Linked DNA regions of Rattus norvegicus: region 2 is linked to region 1. The links are chromatin contacts, called in public Hi-C maps. All regions are on one chromosome and are shown on one strand. The core of a region is the stretch at or near the end of the contact, and the rest is flanking DNA. Distances in the headings are between cores, read along the strand shown. Region 1 holds the start of Ppp1r12c (protein phosphatase 1, regulatory subunit 12C). Region 2 holds the start of Leng8 (leukocyte receptor cluster member 8).

Region 1 (6,772 bases), core at 2,863-5,362:
CCTCTAGCTAACCCTTCTTTTACCCCTTATAAGTTTGCATGAGTTCTCTGTGAACTAACCCATGAAAGTCAACTCCCACCTGACCACCAACCACTTACCGGGCATTATCTGAGAGAGCTGCACTCAGCCGGGTTGTGGCTCAGTGGTAGATCTAGAATCCCCAGTGAGGGACTAAGGGTGTGGCTCAGAGGTAAAGCCCCTGCCCAGAATCCCCCAGCGAGGAGGCCTGGTTTGTGGCTCAGTGGTGGAGTACTTACTTAGCATGGGAGAGGCCCTGACTCAGTGCCCAGTACTGCACTGCTGGCCTCTGCTCCTGACTTCCTCTGAGTGGGGGTGGGTATTTGGTGGACTTCCTGAATTTTAAAGATGCTGTGTTAAGCTTATCTTGGAGGCTCAGAACCTCTTCCTGACACCACCTTCTTCTCCCACAGCCGAAAGGGGGCTGGGAAGGGTCGAGTTGGAGGCCGCTGGAAGTGAGACTGCCAGGACATGTCCCATTGTGTGGAGCCCAGGAGCCACCAGAGTGTGTCCCATCTGTAACTCAAAATAAAGGGTCCCCTGGCATCTGTTCAAGTTCTTCAGGGTTGTTATTATGTGTCTGGCTGTGTGGGTTGACTGACATCTCCATATTGCCTGGGAGAGTCACCCACTGTCATTAACGAGATTTTGAGCGCATGGCTGGGAGTACAGTTTGTCTGGCACTCATGACACCTTGAGTTAAATCTCCAGTTCTGCTTAAACTAGATATGATGGTGAGTAACTGTAATCCCAACATTTGGGAGCTGGAGACAGGAGGGTAGGGATTTCAAGGTCATCCCTTGGCTACAGAGGGAGTTCAAAACCACCCTGGGCTATATGAGATCCTGTCTCAAAAAATAATGACAATACAGGTGGTATTCACACCTTTCTTTTTTTCTTTTTTTTTTTCTTTTTTTCGGAGCTGGGGACCGAACCCAGGGCTACCACTGAGCTAAATCCCCAACCCCGGTATTCACACCTTTAAACCCAGCACTTGGGAGACAGAGGCAGGCAGATCTTCATGAGTGTGAGGCCAGCCTTGTCTGCAGAGTGAGTTCCAAGGCAGCAAGGGCTACACCAAGAAACCCCATTTTAACAAACAACCAACGAACACCCTCCCCTCTTCAAAAATAATGATCAGGGTCGATAGAGGAATAGATCTATAAGATGTGATTCTAGGACCCAGGACATAGCCCAGCAGGTAAATGTGTATCCTGCCACGCCCTATGACCTGGGTTGGGTTAGATCTCCAGGACTCATGTGGACGGAAGAAGTAACTTCTGCAAGTTATCCTCTGACCTCCATGTGTGTTGTCATACATAAGCATACATGTGCAAATGAATGTAATAATTAACAAAAAGATGTTCTTCTGGAGCAGGAGAGATGGCTCAACAGTTAAGAGTTTTGCTGCTCTTCTAGAGGACCCAAGCTCAATTCCCAGCACTTATGTCAGACAGCCCACAATAGCCTGTAACTCCATCTACAGGAGATGCAATGCCCTCTAGTGGTGTACTTGTGTACCTGCATGTATGTGAAGACAAACATAAATTCCTAATAAATCATTTTTAAAAGTGACCTGATTTTGGGGGTTGGGATGAAATCCTCTCCTCTAATGGCAGTGTATGGACTACATTTCGGGAGTGAGTTTCTTTCTGTTCCTTAGTTGGAAGTGGGACACGAGTAATCTCAAGATATGCTTCTCGTCATGGGCATTTGGAGACCCAGTGTAATGATAGTCACACAGACAGGCCAGCCATAGGTGTCCCTGAAGAATCAATTGCCTCTTAGACTTAAAATGTTTTTATAAGGTAAGTAACTCTTCCAAGGACAGTTTTAAACAACACATTCAAGGTGTGTGTAGGAGCATGCATAGAATCCCAGAATTTGAGAGGCGGGACAGTAACCAGACCAAATCTGGCTAAAAATAGTCTTACCTCTTGTCTGTGCACTGGTGTAGCCTTACTTTGTGGATTATTTTATGAAGTGGTATATTAAAAAAACAAACAAACACGTCTATTAGTGTGTGTCTTAGTAGGGTGTGCACGAATGCCGTGGTCAGTGAGTGGAAACCGGAGACAGTTTGTGGAGTCAGTGCTCTCCTTCCTTGTGGGTCCCAAAGATGGAAATATCTGACTTCTTGCCTTGGGGAAGAAGGATTCGTGCATGCGTGCATGCGTGCGTGCGTGTGTGCGTGCGTGTGTGCGTGTAGGGTAGGGTTCAGGTATCTCATATCTCAAAAATCATGGGATTACCCTTTTGGACTTATCATCATTGTTTCCCAGGCCCTGGAGGTTTTATGGCTTATTTCTCTGCATAAATCCAAGGATTGTGGAGTGGATGGTCTGCGTTAGTGTCCCTTAGGAAAAACGTTTGTTTTCCCTATACCAATTTTGACAGGTTTCTGCTCGACTGTTCCTGTCTCAAAATGATTTTTATCCTTTTTGAAAATGGACTTTTGGGGAAAATTATGTGAAAGATCACATTATTTTTATTAGGTGTTTATTAGGTATGCTTATCTGTTGGGTCTATTGTAAAACTTTCAAACCTAGTGGAACATCACATTTTAGATTACAAAATCCCTGCATGCCAGGAGAGCATGATACAATCTGAGTGTAGGAGTGTATAATTCCTAGTGTACTTTGCAGCCCTAGGTAGGCTGTATATGGCCGTTTTGGTTATGTGTGGGAGTCCTCTTTCTAGTATGCTCAGGGAATTATTACCACTAGAAAACGTAGGCTTTTTCTTGATCTGGAAACTGACTTCTTAGGTACCTTGGGTTCTGAGACATATTTGGAAGTCTGGAGCTGAACCCTTTTCAGGCGTGGCCTTGAGACTACATTTCCCAGCTTGCCCCATGTTATCTGATTTCCTTGAACTTGGCACGGGAACTTTATCGCAACGTTATAAGAGGAGTTTGGCGGTGACAGGCTTTAATCTTATTTGAGAACTCAATTTCCCGTGGTCCCTTGATTTTCCTGATACCATAGGGAGCCCATTCATTCATTCGAAATACTTTTTACTGCCTTCTCTCGGGCTCAGAGTCGTTAGGACTACCTTAGGGGTGCTCAAAGAAAACAAATCGAGTTTATTTATAGTCGACGGGTTGGGGCAGTTTCAAAACTAAAACAAGTCCGGCATGTTGGTACTCCTTTAATTCCATCACTCGAGAGGCAAGGAGGAGGCGGAGTTTTGTGAGTTCGAGGCCATTCTGGTCTACATAACGAGTTTCAAGCCAGGCAGGGCTATGTAGTGAGACCCTGCCTCAAAACAAAAATAACCACCCACAAAAAAAACTAAACTCCTGTAATCCCAGCTATAGGAGATGGAGACAGGAAGATCAGAAGTTCAAGGGCATTATTAGTGAGTTCGAGGACCATCCTATCTCAAAACAAATCATAAAAATTATGCAAATTTTATTTCTGTATCTCTCGGGATCCGCTATCCGCCATCATTTCCCATGCGCCTTTGGGTAGTCGCTTTACAAAGTACACTACATTTCCCATCATGCCACAGTAACCTATCCGGCTATTCTACCCAGATTCCCAGCATTCCCAAGGGGCATGCCCTCCTTTAAGCAGTTTTTTCTTTGCTTCTTGGTTTTTCGAGAGGGTTTCTCTGTGTGGCTATGATTGTCCTGGAACTCAGGACCAGGATCAGACCAGGCTGTCCTGGAACTCAGAGATTTGTCTGTTGCTGCCTCCCAAGTGCTAGGATCGATGACGTGCCTTTTGACTGTTTTCATTCGACCCCTTCCAGCTCCTGATTTCTAAACATGCCTCAGGATATAGCGAGTTTAGCGAAAACTTCCGTTCGTAGAACCCATTTCCAAGTACTCCTGGCGGCCTGCCTTCTGCCTCATTCTCTAACCTATCTTGTTCACGTTATGCGAGGCTCCTCAATGGGAAGAAACTCCACTTCCCAGCTCGCCATGCGAGGCTCATTTTTTTTTTTTTTTTTTTAGGCCCTCACCCTCAGCAATGTCTCAATCAGGACTCCATTTCCCAGAGGGCTTTGGGCCAGCGGCGTGACGTCAATACACCGAGCGGGGGCTGGGCGAGCTTCTGGGCGGTGCTTGTCGCGCGGCGGTTCCCGGCGGCCCCCAGGGCGGGCGGGTGGCGGCTGTTCGTCGCCCGGCGCTCGCTCGCTCGCTCGCTCGCTTGGTGAGCGGGCGGGCAGCGGGCCGGCGCGATGTCCGGCGAGGATGGCCCGGCAGCGGGCCCGGGGGCGGCGGCGGCTGCAGCGGCCGCCCGTGAGCGGCGGCAGGAGCAGCTGCGGCAGTGGGGGGCGCGGGCGGGCGCTGACCCGGGCCCCGGGGAGCGGCGTGCCCGCACTGTCCGCTTCGAGCGCGCCGCCGAGTTTCTGGCGGCCTGTGCAGGCGGTGATCTGGACGAGGCTCGCCTGATGCTGCGTGCAGCGGATCCTGGTCCCGGGTCCGGCGCTGCGACTGACCCCGCTGTCCCTCCGCCTGCCCGTGCGGTGCTCGACTCTACCAACGCCGATGGCATCAGCGCCCTGCACCAGGTCAGCGCCCCCGTCCCGCGTCTTCACCACTCGGGCATCCTCCCTCCTCGGCTCTGAGCCACCTTTCCTCGACTCTGCCATCGCCGAGGATCCCGCCTGCTCTGTGGCCGCCTCTTCTCTGTCATTCGTGCTGTCATCTCTCCCGTGCATCTTTTGCAGCATTGCTTACTTCCGTGCCCACGCAGGCTCGGTTTCTCCTTTCCTGGCTAGTACTTGTTTGACTGTGTTGCAGTCTTTCCTGACTCAGGCCTGAGGTTTCGTTCTCCTGCAGTTTGACATAACCCTCCTCTTTACTAGGCCCAGGTCCTTCAGTGTCACTTCTTTGAAGGTCCATCTTTGTGCCTTCTTCTTCTTCCTGTGATTTGTGCTGTTCGTTGCGGCCTCAGGATGGTCTTTCCTCTTCTAGGCAGTGTATCACGTTGTTTCCTTGAAAGGGCACTTCCTCTGTTGGGTCTTCCCTTGCTTTCTTTATCTTTTCTCCTATCTCAACCCCATGTCCTTCATTAAATTATCTCTTCATCCCTCCTTTTGGGATCTTGCCACCTCTTAAAGAGGTTTCTCCTCAACTCTTTCTCTGTCCACATTATTTGCCTTCTGGGGGAAACTTGTAGGCATTCGCTCTTCCAGGAGCAGGATCACTTTTCCTTTTGTTTTGTTTTGTTGTTGTTTTGCCTAAGACAAGGTCTTGCTATGTAGTCCAGGCCAGCCGCAAACACAGATCCTTATGTCTCTGCCCTTCTCATTTCTGGAGTTACAAGGCCACCTTATCTATCCTTGGTTCATTTCTTAGACTTTATTTGGGAAGCGTCCTTCTTCAAAAAGTATGCCCTCTCTCCTGAATTTCCACCTTATCACCTCCCAGAGGACTATAGAACCTATTCCACTAAAACCCTGGGTATCCAGGACACATTACTTTTTCCAGTGCTCTGTGCCCGAGAGTCAGGATCATCTTGTGTTGTTTGGGTTCTTCTGGATTCAGGATGCTTTTATTCACAGTTAGGATGATCAAGGACAAGATTAGTCACACAAGAGCTTACATCCCAGTTCTCCAGCCTGGTCTCAGTGATGGTCCAATGTCAGTCTTCTGGTGAGCAGCCTTCTTTCATGGCAATTCCATCTCTTGGGTTGTCCTCTTTTCTCCTTTCTAGGATCCCATGGTGGTCTAGTGGAAACAGAGGGGATCCTGGAAGGGAAGCCTGCTGCCTGAGGATGGGACACAGAGGGATGGTATTTGACAGGTTCAGTTTTCGGGCATGCAGGTAGAGAAAAAACACTCAGAAGCCATCCGTCCCGGGATGTAGCTTAGTTTGTAGAGTGGGTATCTAGAGTGCATGAAACCAGGTGCTTGGGAAGTGGAGGCAAGGTGGCTTGGAGGGTCAGTGTCAGCTTCAGCTACACAGTGAGTTGAGGCTGTCCTAGGCCACATGAGACCTAGTCACAAAAACAAAATCAGTCAGTCAGTACTGACCTAATATCTGTTTGACTGTTTGTTCTTTGTCTCTTGTATCTTGAGTGTTCTTTAGTTTTCTTATTTGTGGAATGGGAGCAGTGGTCACCGCTGTACCTGGACACTCTGATGAGAAGTGTCATGTGGAAACTCCTTCTTGGGGCCTATATGAACTGCAGGTATACCCTGGGAATTTGTTCCCAGTGCTGTCTGGGACATTTTCCTTTATATACAGCAGGACACTATTTCCCTGAGGCCCCTCTCAGAGTCTCAGCATCTTTGATCAGTCAAGGAGAGCAGTCCACCACCCAAATCTCTGGCTCCTGACTGCATCCCTCTTCTGGATCTGCTGGGAGCCACTAGAGTACCTCTTCTGACAGAAACCTGTAATGTCAGGCCTGGCCTGGTTTGTCCAGCAGCCTTCCAGTGGGACTCTCCTCCCACTATGGAGAGATTTTTGGTGAACTCACTCGAGAACTTTTCAGGAGGCGTGGAACATTGGGAGAGAAGATTCAAAGAGAGCAGTTGGTTTACAGAGCCAGTAAGCAGAGGGAGCTGGGGTCTAGAGTGGGGCGAGTGTGGTGTCACCACCTCATACTGTCCTGGCTTTAGCAGTGACAGTTCCCAGAGCTAGTTGCAGTCCCAGGAAAACAGGGACATTTGGTCACTCCATCTGGTGGCTTCTAGTGTCTCCTGATTTCTGTACCTGGGGCTGTGTTTTCAGTTTTAAACCCTCGTTGGGGCACCAGCTTCCTGCTGTGTTGTTTCTTGAGCCCCAGCTTCTAC
Region 2 (6,772 bases), core at 1,729-4,228, 760 kb after region 1:
CAACCACTCACCCACCCCTTGCAGTCAGGTCCTCACCATGGGGTAGTAGTAGCTGTAAGGATAGGCATAGTTGTACTGTTGGTACCACTGGTAGTACTGTTGCTGCTGCTGCTGCAAAGCCGAGGCTTCTGCCTGAGAAACGTACTAGAAAAACAGAAGTGTCTGTCAGTACCAGCCACAGGAGCCCATGGGCACTACAGTCCCAAGAGGGCAGGCCTTCACTGCAGAGTAACTGCAGGAAGGGAGCAGACTCTGTATAGTATGACTACGCATCTTAAAGATGGGGAAGATTCTCTTTAAGATCAGTCAGGCCCTGATTGACCCAAAGAAGTTAACATTTTCACTTCATCAGATTTAGTTAATAGGAAAACATGTTTACAGACTCCCTAAGGTACTCCCAAATCCTGCATTCCATTCTCACTTGTGCACTGGCCACAGGCCCACTGCTACTGGCTTTGGAACTGCTGGCAGCCCCTGCTTTGCTGATGCTGGCCAGGGCCTGGCGGGCCTTCTCCCACTCTGGGTTCTCATGCATAGGAGTCTCCATTCCATTTTCTCTGCTGGCCCCAGCCACCATGCTGTACTGAGAAGACCTGTAAAAGTGAATCAGAGCTATGTTCTCCCACTGTATACAGGTAGACAAAGTTCGGGAGGGAAAGCAAACCCAAGGCTTGAATTCTAGAGCTAAACTCCCTTCTCACCACAGCCCAAGCTGAAGGTAGCACATAACCAATCAAACAGAAGGCTGACCAATATGTACATAACTTTAAACATGACCTTAGGAGAACTGTTTTTTATAAGCCAGTAAATCCTGATATGGCCAACAATGAAAAAAAATTAAAAAAAAAAAAAAGGAAAGAAAAATGGTCAGAAAGAGGGGGCTGGAGAGGTAGCTCAGTGTTTAAGAGCATTTAGTAGTCTTGCATTGTCACAGATTCTGTTCCCAACACCCATGTCAGACGGCTCACAGCCACCTGTAACTCCAGGTCCAAGGAATCTGATACCTCTTCTGACCTTGATGAGCACGGGTGACACACACTTACTCACACCCACACATGCCCAAATTCACAAACATAGAAAAACTCAAAGGGGAAGCTTGCCCCTCCATCCCAGCCCCCAGAATGTGCATTTCTTCCCCCAAGCTGTACAAGGTCCCACTGTGTCTTCTTGTTCCTCTTTGTCCTCCTCAATGGGCTATGTTCCCCTACCCCTACTAACCAGTCTGCAGTGCGCTGATCACCCACGTTGGCCGCCATCTGGACCTTGGGGTGTAGGGAGTAGACCTCGGGAGCCAGACTGCTTTTTCACTGCCTAGAAGAAAAGAGATGAATCAGGAAGACCCAAGAGAAGCTAGGCTGGAAAGGGAGGGTATCTCAGAAGGGAACACTGGTAAAGAATGGAAAAGAATCCAAGTGTGGTGATTGCTGGGAGTTCAACACTTATCTGGGTTACATGTTGAAATCCTGTCTCGAAAACAAACAGCCAAAAGAATCAGAGAGAATCAATTCCTAGTGTGGAATGAAGAGACCTGAGCATGAAAGGAAAAGACCTCCCTTGGAAGGCTCTAAGACTAAACTGTGGGATATGAAAATGAAAACAAAGAAACTAAAACTTGCATTACATTCTGTGTGGATGTGAGGGAAACCTGGCTCAAGTGATGGATGCAGAAACCAGTCCTGGACAGGAAATCAAGAGAATCCCCTAGTATATTGATATAGCAAGAAGGCGGCTCTCCGATGTGTAACTACCAGTGACTAAAGTACTAGCTACCGAAGAAGCTTGGCAAGAAAGCCGCCTCTGGGGACACACTGAAGAGTAAGGGACTGAGACTGGGAGAACATTGGAAAACAAAGTTTTCAAAGAAAAAGGTAATCTATGGATGTCCCAGTGAGCAGGAGCGGGAGACTCCCCCTATTTTAAGTCACTGGCTGTCAGCACCTACCAGACTTAATCAATTAGTCTCCAGAGGACAGAGAAGAGACTTGTATGGGATGTTCCTAGGAGCAGGAGTTGGTTAGGGGGAAAACAAGTGGCAATTACTCAAGTAAGGTGTCTGCAGATAAAACTTTGACGAAATTGTGGGAGGCGCGCAACATTCTTAATAAACTATTAGGGGTGAGGCGAATACCATAAAAAAAATATGAAGGACCACTTTGGAAATAGGGCTGGAGCAGTCCAAACAACAGTTAAGATTTACATCAAAGAAGCCTACTGGAGAACCCGAAATCTTACAGGAAGTCTAAGGAGCACTGACAGGTCTCAAAGGCCTTAAAAACAAAAACAAAAACGTTGGGTGGAGTCAAGGGGTCCTAACTAGGGAAGCAGATAAGAGAGCCTCGGGTTACTAATTGGTATTAGGAGGAGGCCTGAGGGAAAGGGTCAGATGGACGAGGACAACATGAACTGTAAGTTCAACAGCACCTGGCTGTCCCGCAGGCATGGGGTCCACGACGCTAGGTGGAAGTTGAGGCCGCCCTGAACTCAAGCGACCTCCCTTGTCCCTGCGGCCAGCCACCGGCCCGGCCGCGCCTGCGCACCAGGCTGCGAGGGTGGCCTCTCTAGGTTGCCCCAGGCAACAGGGAGGCCGGCGTAACAGCGGGTCAATGGGGCCGCAAGGGGAGCGTCTAGGGTACTAGGGCCCGCAGCGTTCCCAGGGTCTGTGGCAGAGCGGAAGCGGACGCGCACGCGCAAAGAAGCGCTCCCCCTCGCCCACCCAGCGCGCATGCGCGACGGCGCTCCGGCAGCCACACCCTTTACAGACGCAGGGCGCGGCGTCGGTTGGCCTCACCAAACAGGCCAGGGCTCGCGGAGTACGGAACCCGAAAGAGTTCCTGTGCTCGCCTGCCAGGCCTCCCACCAATACCCACACTCACTAGAACCACTCGCTCCTGGGATTCGTTGCCGGCGGCCCAAAGCAGAAGATACAAGACAACCAAGAGTGCGTTCAGTCACCGGCGGGCTCTAGACTGGGGCTCGAACGTCCGGACCGCGGCGTGATGACGTTACAAGGACGTCCGACCCCGCCTCGTGTCGCGCACAGCCAATAGAAGTCACCGCTGGGTTTGAACCGTCCTCCACTCGTCCCGCGACGCAATCGCGTGTGGGCGTTGTCGGCAAGCCGGAAGCTGGCTTTAGACGGTAGCCCCGTGGGGACAAGAACCGCGAGCCCTCCCAGTCTCTCGTACGTGTACACAATAGGCTAGTTTTGACTCAATCTACAGTAGTCAATAGGCCCTCAAGTGTAAAATAATAGGAACAGGAGTTGTGAGACTGCGCCCTGCGCTATGACGATAAAAACAAATTGGGTGGAGAGAAGAGGCATAAAGATGAATCCTCCCTTGGAAAGCTTGTTTAGTGAATAAAATTGGAATGGCGCACCTGGCGTGGGAATAGCGAGTGCGAATCAAAGGAAGCGGGAAACGCGTCGTTTGAGGAATGGGAGTAGCCACTGAACCGTGACGCTGGAAAGGTATCCTGTAGGGTTTTGGGATGGTGAGATATGGACAGGACAGAGAGGCAGCTGGCAGAACTGTATCTGTTAAGATCAGGATGACCTGGAACTCAGAAATCCGCCTCCTTCCTATGAAATGTAAAGTGTGAGCTGCCACTTAAAGCCCACGGTTTACAGTGAGAGTGATTGAATTGTGCAGTCCAATTTGGGATCCCCGGTTAAATAATCTATGAGACAGTACCTTATAGACCAATTTCTGGTCTCACATTGTACAAGCAACTTTTGGTAATGAAACAACACTTGGTTAATTTTGTATCATTTGCTAGTGTTAGGTTGGTAGGTTTCTTCCCATCTCCTTTTTATAATGAACTTTTATTTTAGAATAAATTTAAGTTTACAGAAATAAAAATTGCAAAGGTAATACAGGAATTGAGCACACTGCCCAGTTTCCCCTATTGCTAGATTCCACACCTCGAATTCACCATGGTTTATTTGTTAAAAGTAAGAAATTGACATTGCTTTAATACTCTGAACTAAGCCGCAGACTTTAGAAGTGGGTACTTTTCCTACTAATGTTTTCTGTGCACCAGAATGTAACCCAGAACATCATGCTGCATTTATCCTGCTTATTACCTATCATGTCAAGAGCTGTTTTCTGGATTTATGATACCCATTTGCTTCACCATTCAACTGAGGTTCAACCAGTCAGATAACTTGTCCACATTAACATAGTGGTGCCAGGTCTAGGACCCAGAGGCTTCCAACCAGCACAGGGCCAGGGATACCCCTGGTGCCTCTGTACCCCACTTGCCACTGTGAACTTGAGGATCCTGCTCTACATTACTGTTCTTCCTTTTGTGAACATTTCTGTCTCCAGGGTTTAACTGAGCCAAGGGTTGCCTGTTCATCTCTTACTGGAAGCTTGTGCCCCAAAGGATTACCAGGTTAAGAGATGTGAGCAGGGTTTTGTTTTGTTTGTTTGTTTTAATTATTATTTTCACATAGCTGGTGATTCACCGCCTCTGAGCAGCATATTCAGAGAACTTTTTCCCTGAGCCTCCAGACTAGCACCAGCCAACACCCCACTTTAAAGTCCACAACAAGTAGGTACTAGAAAGGGGAAAGTAGCACATCGTGTTTGCTAATCATTAGAACTTGAACATTTTAGCTGGTGATATGGTGATACATGCTTTAATCTCAGTACTAGGGAGGCAGAGGCAGGCTGTTCTCTGTGAGGTCAAGGCCAGCCTGGTCTACAAAGAGTTCCAGGACACCCAGGTCTATTACAAAGAAAGCCTGTCTCAAAAAACCAAAAACCAAAATGAAAACCAAAAATCCCCAGTTTTATCCTTTGTCTTGGGGATTTTGTTTCCTTGTACGTTCATCTCAGTTACTTATTACTAAATTGAGTTGGTCTGTTTTTTGTTAGATAATAGAAGCTTTTTGAATTATGTTTATCTATTAACAACAATGTTTTCCTTTGTCATGTGTGCTACTTTTTTTTTTTTTAACAAATAAGAACTACATAGGAATTGTTCCCCAGACAATAAATTTCCCTTTTGACTCTGCCATGTTTGTTTTTACTTGACAACTTGATGATTGCCTCATCTTTTCCTGTCTGGATTTATATTATCTTCCTTAAACCTTCTCCCTTTACATCACCGTGGTAGCATTACGAGCAAATATTCTACTTCTCTCTGAAGATTTCTGTCCCTATCCTGAAACAAGCGTTAGTTTTCTGACGTTCTTGTGTAGGATATGAGCTGCTAGGAAGCAAGTTGATTCGATTCCACACCGTTCCTAATCCCAGCAGGCTTTGAACATTCCACGTGACTGGAAGGTTGACTCTTCCTGTGGATGCACGCATGTTTAATTTAGTGTTAGGCTTACTCTCTTCTGGGATCTGCTTCTTCCCCCTTGTCAGGATTCACACGTGACTTTCAGAAGCAAAGCAGTGCTGAGCCTGGACAAGAGGAGAGTTGCCTTTCAAACACCAGAGGAGTCCCCTAGCCCAGTCAAGACTTCTTTCTCCAGGATTGGGGCAGGGGTGATAAGAAGGACCTAGGTACTTGTAAAATAAAGTCTTCCCTTTTATTTCAAATCCGCCCTCTTCCAAGTTAGTGCCATCAGTTGAGATCACTGGCATATGGCAGGAAATGGCCATGCCTGCACCTGTGTCCAGCTTTATCCCTCCAAGGACAGGGCTGGTACCCGGAGGTGAGGAACACCACGCTGTATGGTCAGCTCCCTTCCCAGACAGCCCTGGTCTCTATTGTGCCACCCCAGCAACCACCTGTGCTAAGGAGAAATGGGAATGGGGGAGTGTTAGGGCCAGAACAGGATGTCATCCTATGTGAGGTGTCCATAGCCAGCAGTGTTAATGGTCAGAGCCCAGCCAAGGTCAGGTTAGTGGGGCCTTCTCCAGCAGCCAAGGAAAGGAGCTAGAGAAAGAGGGAGAGATGAAGAGCTGACATTGGCAGGAGATACTCCCGTGGACACCCACCCAGCATAAGAGAGCTACTACAACTGTAGGGGAGATCCAAGACCCAACTGCACATGACGGTACTTGAAGCTTACCAAAGAGGAGAGGCAGGCCACACTGGCAGGGGGGCTCAGATGGAAGACTGCCACTGCACAAAGCGCTTGGATTCCTGGCAGGATAACAGGGACAGAAAAGACATACAGAATCTCTTGTGGACTGTGGAGCCCTTCCTTCTTCCCTCAGGCCCAGGATCTAGACCCCAGACCTCCTCCCTCACGCCCAAGACTCATCCCTCTTCCCATAGGATCTCAGACCAGAGGTTTGGTCTCATTTTCTCTCTTCCCAGACCTAGGAATGCAATACTCATTTTTTCTTCTCTTAGACCCAGGATCCCAGGCCCCAGTCCTCTTCCCTTCAGAGGAGGGTTTATACCTGAGGGTTGAAAGGGTCGTCATCGTCTGTGTCATCGTAGTCATCACTGAAGTGTGATGTGGGGAGTGGCAGAGAAGCAGGATGGAAACCAATCAGGAGGCTGCCCCATCCCCATCAGTGGCCCTGGGTACTGCCTCCTGTCCCCTCCCTGGGGACCCTACCCTCTCTCCCTTGCTGACCTGGGTGGGAAGAGAGCCCAGGCACGGGGCAGGCTGCAAAGAGTGGTGGCTAGGGCCCCGGCAGACAGGAGAGAAAAGAGCATCAGGAACAGCAGGCCCTCTAGGGCATCTTCACACAGGCCTCGGAGTGCTGAGCCATAGTCCTGAGGCAGAGGGTAAGGAGGCTCAGCGTGTGTACACATGCATTTCATACATAGGGCCAACCATCCATTTACCTGGCTGTCACCC

Evidence for each region. A called contact is a pair of places that touch in the nucleus more often than the background predicts.
Region 2: a Hi-C map of hepatocytes shows a contact between it and region 1, with 2.0 times the contacts expected there. The contact joins the promoter of Leng8 here to the promoter of Ppp1r12c in region 1. A contact is called at or near these places in 2 of 12 Hi-C or Micro-C datasets (hepatocytes and mammary epithelial cells).

What each region holds. Positions count from the first base shown.
Region 1 is chr1:78,358,816-78,365,587 of GRCr8, forward strand. It overlaps Ppp1r12c (protein phosphatase 1, regulatory subunit 12C), which reads left to right and starts at 4,113. Exons shown (of 22, transcript NM_001191946.2): 1 at 4,113-4,539. The coding sequence starts at 4,207. It overlaps Tnnt1 (troponin T1, slow skeletal type), which reads left to right. Exons shown (of 14, transcript NM_134388.2): 14 at 432-579. The coding sequence ends at 477.
Region 2 is chr1:79,121,760-79,128,531 of GRCr8, forward strand. It overlaps Leng8 (leukocyte receptor cluster member 8), which reads right to left and starts at 2,979. Exons shown (of 15, transcript NM_001037790.3): 1 at 2,874-2,979; 2 at 1,219-1,311; 3 at 422-593; 4 at 37-144. The coding sequence starts at 1,256. It overlaps Ttyh1 (tweety family member 1), which reads right to left. Exons shown (of 14, transcript NM_001106225.1): 11 at 6,545-6,687; 12 at 6,366-6,411; 13 at 6,029-6,102; 14 at 4,417-5,892. The coding sequence ends at 6,064.